Linked DNA regions of Mus musculus: regions 1 and 3 are each linked to region 2. The links are chromatin contacts, called in public capture Hi-C and promoter capture Hi-C maps. All regions are on one chromosome and are shown on one strand. The core of a region is the stretch at or near the end of the contact, and the rest is flanking DNA. Distances in the headings are between cores, read along the strand shown. Region 1 overlaps Ttc29 (tetratricopeptide repeat domain 29). Region 2 holds the start of Tmem184c (transmembrane protein 184C). Region 3 holds the start of Ttc29 (tetratricopeptide repeat domain 29).

Region 1 (2,700 bases), core at 163-2,662, 620 kb after region 2:
TCTTTCCCCAAACTGCGGTACCTCTTATTCTCGGGTGTGCTTTCTGGTGCTCCCCCCGCCCACACACACACAAGCATGGTGTTCTGGGTGACTGACTTTTTTGCCTGTCCTGGAGTTGGTGCCACAGCCCTCTTCATGGATTCAGTTGTATGTGGTGCCCCTCTTTGTTCCAAATGCTTTTCTTGCATATTGCTGTTTAGTAGGGATTTTAAAATTGTCACTGGGTCTTCAGTGAGGATTGCACCAAATTCCAATGTTATTCTCCAGTGTACTGCAAAACGTGAAGGGGGTTTTCCCATGTGTTTTTAATAGGTACATATTGCCAACAAAAAGTTTCCTCAGTTTCTACGTTTCTTAGACATTATGGGCTTTTAACATTTTAAAATAATTTTCTAATTTTTTCTGAGGTGATCATAAAGTTTGCTAAGATGATAATAAAATTACTAAATTTTCTAAAATTGGACTATATCCCTCAATTCTGGGGTAAAACCTACTTACATGGTGTAGCTTTGATTTGTTCTCTCTCTCTCTCTCTCTCTCTCTCTCTCTCTCTCTGTGTGTGTGTGTGTGTGTGTGTGTGTGTGTGTTTGTATGTATGTGTACATTTTCATCTAAATCATAGGGTTAACCTGTAATCTTTCTTTTCCTGCCCTACAATTTTATAGAAAACATTGGGAGGTTTAAATCAGATAATTATATGCCAAGCGTTGCGATCAGCATCTGTACATGAAAGACTATGGCTGTTGCTGTAATTAGGGCTGTGCGGCTGCTGTGCACAGCTGCATCTGCTTTTGTGCTCCTGCCTCATTCTTGATAAGGTTCGAAGCGACTTCTCTGTCTTTTATATAAGTAGCTGTTTGTTTTGTGAGATGCCCCCCACCTCCTTCTATTTTATTATCTTTCAGTTTACCCTTGATGTGTTCTCTTCTGCTCTGTCTTTGGTCTAATTTCATTGTGTCTGTTTCGTTATTTCTTTCTGTCACCCTGAGTTGGAAGTGCCTTCCTCGCTCGCTCGGAACGGCTGCTCCCTGTTTTCACAACACTCCTGTGGGAAGCTTCCTTCTGACCTGAGGACGCTTGCTTCTCAGGGATGTGATGTTTGGGCATCTTTAAAACCCCAAATATGTCAAGAGTCCATAAAAGGCTTCACTTTGAAGCAATGAATAAATTAGAGATTTGTTTATGCATTTGCAGACGAATGGTTTTTGTGTGTGCTTGCTCTCTGCTGCTTTCATTCAGTGGAAATGAGGGTTTGAGGAGGGAACCTTGGCTCAGATGATACACCGTGCATGATATAAGCTCATGAAATTTCCAGTGTAGCTAGTACAGCCAACTTTTATAAAAACAGTCTTGTACGTTTTAGAAATTAATCCATGTTGTACATTAATTTGCTGAACAGTTGGCAGACATAGCTTTTGGGATCCAGTCACCAGCTTGCTTGAGTCTGTTATTCCCTTCAGCCGGGTATGTGTTAGCCATGTAATTTTTCTTTTACTGTATCTGTAAGTTTCTGAGAGAAAATTCATTTCAATCACTTTGTCTTCATTGTCCTGTTGATTCTCTACATGTTGAAGCCGTTGCATCTGGTGCATTTTTTTCTGCCTGCCGTATTTCTCAGTGATCCATCCATTTATAGACCTCTGAGCCTTCTGCTCTTCTGATTGTTTTTCTGCTTGAATTCTGTTCTGTGTGCTGTTGATCGTGCTGCGAAGGCTGCCTGCTCGCCTCCTGTTAGCATTTTCAGTGTTGTTCAGGAACTAGAAAGAGACAACGCACTCCCTGCCTGCTCTCTATTTTATGTACAATTTTTTTTAAGTTTGAATTCAACATTGTTTTGTATTCTCAAAAATACCTTCTCCTTGTTTTACAACACTCTTGCTAATTACAAAACTTGATTTTAAATATTGTTAGTCCTGACTAGTAATTTTCTAGATATTCATGATAGCTGCCATAAGGTCAACATGCTATTTATGGCAAGTTATCTCTCCCAGACTCTGTCTTGGCAGAGGGTCAGAATGATCAGTGTCTGTGCTTTTCATTATTGCGCTTCTCACCGCTTTCTGGAAGTTTGATCCCTCATGCACGGGGCCTGCGAGGAGCATTCATCTATCTCTCTCTCTCTCTCTCTCTCTCTCTTTCTCTCTCTCCCTCTCTCTCTCTCTCTCTCTCTCTCTCTCTCTCTCTGTGTGTGTGTGTGTGTGTGTGTGTGTGTGATACTCATCTCTTTATAATGATAATCAAAGAAGGTTTACTCCAAATGCCTTATAACTCTGTCCTTAAGTCTGACAAGGGAAAGCACACCCTGAACTTACCTTTCATGTGGAAGAAAGTTAAAGGATGCTAATGAAAACTGTGTCATTGGTGAGGCAGTCACCTTAGAACCACAAAAATCAGTTCTGGAGTTGCCCTTGAGCATTGAGATGTAACCTGTCTTTTTACTCAATTTACCATAGGTTTGGTTTTTTTTTTTTCCATCTAAAAAATACAAAATGACAGTGGTAAAATGAGCCTACGCTCGTAATGAACTTAATTTTTCAAAAGGAAAAGGAAGAAGTAGGTTTAGCAGAGCCCCTGGGAAAGGGGACAGAGAGGCGGCTGAGGGAGCGAGGAGGTTCTGAAGAGGTGAGGTCTTGTTCAGTTTTCACAGCAAATGTCATCACCTCACTGAAGAAATGTCACACTATAAAAAAAATCAAAATG
Region 2 (2,700 bases), core at 72-2,571:
ATGATGAGAGAGCAGAGCCAACTGCTCCAAGTTGTCCACCTTCAGACCTCCACAACTGGACCATCCCACGAACACACCAACAAATACACCTTTTTTTTTTTTTAAATATAAAGGAACACACAGGGGATGTTTGTAAAATTTTTGCTTTGGTTAAGGAGTAACTTCAGGTCTGGGGATGAAGCTCAGATGGTAGAGTGCTTGCCTCAAATAAACAAAGCCCTGGGTTCAATCCCTGCATTGAGTAAACAGAATGATGGATACACCGGTAATCCAAGCACTGGGAAGTTTGGATGCAGGAGGATCATCCTAGTCTACAAAGCAAAATCCAGAACAGCCTGGTTTACAGGAGATTTTAAGGAAAGAAACAAAGAAAACTTGTAACTTCAAACGTAAAGTTAATTAGCAAAGTCAATTTAACAAGAATCCTTTGGTTCCAGAAAACCGGCTAAAAGCCTATAAAATCCAGAACATAGTTTTTAAGATGGTTTATTTGGTCTGGTCAAGCCCTAGTACCTGCATAGCAGATCTGATTTCAAGAATAAAGTTCTTTCTGGGACTGATGAATATTGGGAAAGCGCCCATTGTAAGTAGGTGCTTTAACTATTTGTTTCTCGACCCGGACCTACCTCCAGTTGTAGCGGCTAAATAAAACCAGTCAGGTTGGTTTAATGTCCACAGACGAAATGTTTTTCAGACCTCAAGCATTAGAAGGCAGACAAAGGAACTCTGTCAACCAGCGGAAGAAAGGGTAGAGGTGCAGGACCCTCTTACCTTCATTTTTTGAAACTTCCAAATGCATATCGGAACCGCGACCAGGATGGTTGTTGCGTAAAAAAGTACCAACAGGGGTCGGATCCATCTCCTCCAGTTACTCCGATTACATGCGCAAGGCATGTTCTGTAACAGATTCTCTTTGAGTAGCTGAATAATCGAACCAAACCAAGAATTTGGCAAGTTCGCTTTTTCGGTTGTCTTCTCCGCTGGCGCCCTATAGGAAAAGATTTACTAGCCGCTGGCGCCGCGTTCTCGGGTCGCTCTGTGTTTGCGGCTGCTGCAGCGGTGGCCGCTCGGGATGCTCGCAGGTGCAGGCTGCATCCTCGCCGGCCAACCCGCATGGACTCAGTGCCGCCGCGGCGTCGCCTCCGCCTCACCTGGAGGTCACCCAGAGTCTCCGCTGCATCGTGACCCCGAGGACTATCAGGGTAAACTAGGGATTCTAGGCACTCGGGGTCTGACCTGCATCTGGTACCCTACCAGCCCTCTCCCTAGTCCAGCTCTGGCAGGCTAGTCTCCGCCCCCGGAAGACCCGGCCCAGAACTTCCTCACTCACGGCTTTGGAACCTCTACAGTACTCATCTTCAGAACTCATCTTCCGCCGACTATTCCACTTCCGTTTCCGATCAGATGCTTGCAGCAAATGATTTGCTCTGAGTTTCAAGCTGAGCTAAACCTTGTCCCGCAACGCAAAGCATTGTGATTGGTCAGTTACGGAGGAGGGCGTGGCTGTAACCTAGGTTACCGAGAGGGCGTGGCAAGGGCAGGAAGGAGAGTAGCGGCGGATTTCTGGCATCTCTAATTTACCTAGTCTAAGTGGTTCCCTAAAAGGGCTCCGAAAGTTGTAGGAACTGGGGACGTTTCAGAAACACCCGCTACATTCCTGAGACTTTACTCCATCTAAAGAAAAGTCATAGTGAGGGGCAGTCACTGTGGAGTGGAACTTGAAATAGCTTTATTTTTCTCAGAAGGCTTCCCAGTTGTCTTTAGGGGTGGAATGGGAAGCCCGCTGGAATAAGACAGAATAGGTTAGATTTCAGTCAGTTGCTAGAGTTTAGGGTCCTAAGGAGGAATTTGTCTGCATAATTTCTAGACCCGGCAGAAGAATCATTCTAAGAATAGCTTTTTTGAAAGTAACCGCCAATATGAAATGTTCACGTTTCAAACTTGAGTTAAAAAAAAAACAAAATCTTATTTAAGATTTAAAAGGTTGGTATTCTGACATCTGTTCTATACACCTAAAGCTTTTAGCTGTATAGCTTTACAGATCAATGACACATGGGATCTTAAATTCTTTCTAAATCAAGGGAACAAGCAAACATCTGAGTCCCGACTAGACACTGAACACTGCATATATTGTCATTTTCTGAAATCAAACACTAACTTCTCTACCCATTTTGTATGAGTTGATCTGCATAAAAGTACCGAGTAGCGATGGGTAGTTTTCTGTTTCACAGATGAGAAAAGTGTCAAGTGATTAATAGTACCTATTAAGTAATAGAGCTGTTTTCTCTGACTTTGGACTCTGCTTGATGTTTAAATATTTGCCATCACCTGCAACCAGGGGACTTCTGCCTATTAGCCATCTGGACAAAATGTCATGGACCAGAGTCTCAAAGTATACAGATGAAATCACATTCCTCAGTTACCAGAGCCTGGAGTCTGACTTCTGCAGTCTTTCTCCTGTGATCTCCATTTTGCACATTTCCTTAAAGGGGCTGTAGGACTTTAGTTTGGTCTACACTATAAGTTAAAATAGTTGGTTTTAAGGAAATTCCTAACCATTAATGAAATCTTGGTATACTGTTGAAGTTCAGAAAATTAGGGAAAACTCTTGCTTTACAGCTTATCACCACTACTTATTTCTTGGCAAATGGCAGTCTTTTTGGATAGGCTGTCTAACAGGACTTGTTTCTGTGTGTCCAG
Region 3 (2,700 bases), core at 34-2,533, 600 kb after region 2:
AAACACCGGAGTCAAAACAGGAGGCCTCAGGGAAACTTTCCTATCAGGATTGAGAGCGGGATGTCACACTGTATTGAGATCTATTATGGGAAGTGGTTAGGATGTGGTGGCATCCACTGGAGGATTAGAATTTGCATTTGAAGAGAGTTTTAACTTATCCTAAATACCCATCTTCAGAGCACAGATCAGAAGATACTCTGGATATCGTAGGTAAGTAACAGCTTTAAGTGGTCATCTGTATCTTCTCCCACTCCACTTTGAATTCTAGACAGGGAAGAGAGAATCAATTGGAGGAATTTCTGTCTTCCCTGTCAATCATTCATTTAATTAAAAATCCTGTGTGAATACATACCACATTCCTGTCCCCATGCTATTACAGGACAAGAGAAAGGAAAGACAAAAACGCACATTTAGCTGACACTTTCGGGGAAGATAGGCTCATAGTAAAGACATCTATAAGTGAAAAGAATAAAGTGAGATTAATTTTATGTGGGTAAAGATCGGCATGTCCTTAAGTCCTCAGTACTTTCAGAAGGGTCCAAGTCCCTTGAGAAAAAAAAAAAAAAAAAAAAAACTAGCTGAAGCCAGCAACATTCACTTGGAGGAAACTGTTTCCCCTTTATTTTTGTTTGAGTTTTCTTTCATTTGCAAAGATCTATCTCTAAGGAACCTCATGTTCAGCACAAGATCAGTCATAGACTTTCCAGAGAGTTAGGAACAGCAAGCGGGGAGAATAAATACAAACAAGCGAGAGAGAGAGTTTTCTAGACCTCTAACTCAGAGATCTTTACCTGTGAGATGACAGCAAATAGAACTCACAAACACTCGTGCAGAAAATCAGCAGAGAGCAGAGTCCGGGAGAGAATTCACACGGGTCAAATGGAGTTACTTTAAAGCTACAAAATGAATTCCTGAGAACAGATGAGGCTCTCCTGGTGTAGACAAGAGATGGTGCTGGCTATAGGTAGTCACAATAATCAATTGCATATTCACAAGAAATAATTGAATGCATGGAAATACTGAAAAAAGGAAACAACTCAGGGGCATTCAGAAGGCCCTTGGATTGTGGGAATTTCTCTGGCGGGTTCACTGGAGGAACCAGATCCTCTTGCAGGCCACGCCCACTCACTAACAGGCCCACTCTCCAAGCACCGCCCCCTCACTTGAAGAGTCTTGGAGCTGACCAATCCTAAAGCCCATTTTAGCCTAACTACGCCTCCATCTGGCCCGCCGAGCCCCTCTGTTTCCATGGAGACGCTTTCAGCGTCCCCTGTCTGCACCAAGCCAGGCCAACAATCTGGGATGAGAGTACCGCGCCCAGCACCCACCGCCTGCAGAAGCTTAGTCAGGGACACAGAATCACAGGCCCAGAGCTAGTTTTCTAAGGTTTGTGGGGCAAGGCTGGGGACAGGACCTGGTCAGCTCCCAGAAGAGTGGGCGGCTCTTCCTTTCCAAGAACCCCTTCTTCCATTACTTGGGCCCCAGCTTGGGTAAGAGGAGAGAAAAGGCCCTCTCCACTCATCCCCCCAAATCAATTCCCTCGCAGAAGGCGCTCTTCTTGCCCCTTGGACCTTGGTGGGCCAAGAAAAACCAAACCTCTCTAGGCACAGCAGACCTGTTCCGAGGTGGGTGGAAACAGAAGGATCAGCTGTCATTAAAAACATCTCGGGCTCACAAATGTCAGAGAAAGAACCATCCTGAACCATATTGGAGTTTCAGATGTTTGGGGTGGGGTGGGGGGCATTTTGTTGAATTAGTGATTAGTTTCCTAGTGTCTAACTGGGATGTTTTACTTTTTAGTTCATTTAAATATATGATATATGCTGGGTGCACAGTACTGCTACTTAATTATCCACTGGTGTGAGTGAGCCTTGTTTCTTGACATGAGGAGCACAGAGGAATTATTTTGCTAGGTATTTAAACATTTTTTTCTCTTTTCTTTGCTGTAGTATTTTGCTTACAGAATTTTCAGACAGGCCTCTAAGAGCCCAGAGCAATCGGTTATCTGCAAATGTAAGTTGGATAAAATGTGCCTTACCGTCTAAGGCTTTCCCTACCTGATGTTTTGATTGCATTACTACTAAATGTTAGGTGGTGGGAAATGTGTGGTTACTATTTATTTCACAACCCATCCAGCTGTCTACCACAACATGCTAGGAGTATCCAAAATTTCAAACTTATTTATGTGAGCTTGTTTTTCAATCATGTAAAAATAGTCTACTAAATGTATCCTGTGGTTCCCTTCATGTTTTTGGAGCTAAAGAATTCTTATATAAAAAGTTCTGAATCATAAGAATGACTTTGTATCATAGAGGGGGGAGATCATATTTATTTTGAATTTCTCAGTGATGCATAATCATTTCTCTGCTGGGTCTGTTGGCTCCATTTCCCTCATCTCAGCTTTCACCGTCACAGTGGCTGGACCTGGAAATGCAGTCATTAAGACTCGTCCCTCTCTGAACTGCCACTGCAGAGGACACAGTCATCTGCTCTCCTTTTGTGGATCCTGTTGGGGACATGTCAAGGGGGAGTGGGCACAAGGGTTACACTTTGAAGAGTTTCACTTGGGAGCCAGAAATGTAAACTCCCACCACGGGACACATACAGCCTGACCCAGAACTCTCAAACCTTTCTCCCCTGCTTCTCCATTCTCATTTGTCTTTGTACATGGGGGCCAAACTCAGAGGCTGTAACTGCAGC

Evidence for each region. Promoter capture Hi-C pulls out the DNA fragments that hold promoters and counts their contacts. Capture Hi-C pulls out chosen DNA fragments and counts their contacts.
Region 1: a contact with region 2 is called in a promoter capture Hi-C map of hippocampal neurons, with 3 times the contacts expected there. The contact joins the enhancer-like site here to the promoter of Tmem184c in region 2. A contact is called at or near these places in 2 of 39 promoter capture datasets (the 3T3-L1 cell line and hippocampal neurons), 7 of 484 Hi-C or Micro-C datasets (cerebral cortex, cortical neurons, embryonic fibroblasts and 3 more) and 2 of 115 datasets of contacts at active chromatin or transcription factors (embryonic stem cells and stem cell-derived neural progenitor cells).
Region 3: a contact with region 2 is called in a capture Hi-C map of embryonic stem cells, with 3 times the contacts expected there. The contact joins the promoter of Ttc29 here to the promoter of Tmem184c in region 2. A contact is called at or near these places in 5 of 39 promoter capture datasets (cranial neural crest, frontonasal cranial neural crest, maxillary cranial neural crest and 2 more), 1 of 484 Hi-C or Micro-C datasets (ventral hippocampal neurons), 4 of 115 datasets of contacts at active chromatin or transcription factors (embryonic stem cells and stem cell-derived neural progenitor cells) and 1 of 9 other capture datasets (embryonic stem cells).

Annotation. Positions count from the first base shown.
Region 1 is chr8:78,232,314-78,235,013 of GRCm38.p6, forward strand. All of the region lies in intron 5 of Ttc29 (tetratricopeptide repeat domain 29), which reads left to right. Among named protein-coding and RNA genes, the nearest start is that of Ttc29, 20 kb to the left of the region's middle. Within about 2 kb of position 1,413, at least 7 of the 459 cell types and tissues checked have an H3K27ac peak or open chromatin away from gene starts, as enhancers often do. A contact at or near this core is called in hippocampal neurons, where this site is marked.
Region 2 is chr8:77,609,332-77,612,031 of GRCm38.p6, forward strand. Tmem184c (transmembrane protein 184C) reads right to left here and starts at 1,322. Exons shown (of 10, transcript NM_145599.4): 1 at 772-1,322. The coding sequence starts at 894.
Region 3 is chr8:78,212,059-78,214,758 of GRCm38.p6, forward strand. It overlaps Ttc29 (tetratricopeptide repeat domain 29), which reads left to right and starts at 1,284. Exons shown (of 14, transcript NM_183096.3): 1 at 1,284-1,490; 2 at 1,950-2,013. Gm39202 (a long non-coding RNA gene) reads right to left here and starts at 1,235. Exons shown (of 3, transcript XR_878950.3): 1 at 792-1,235.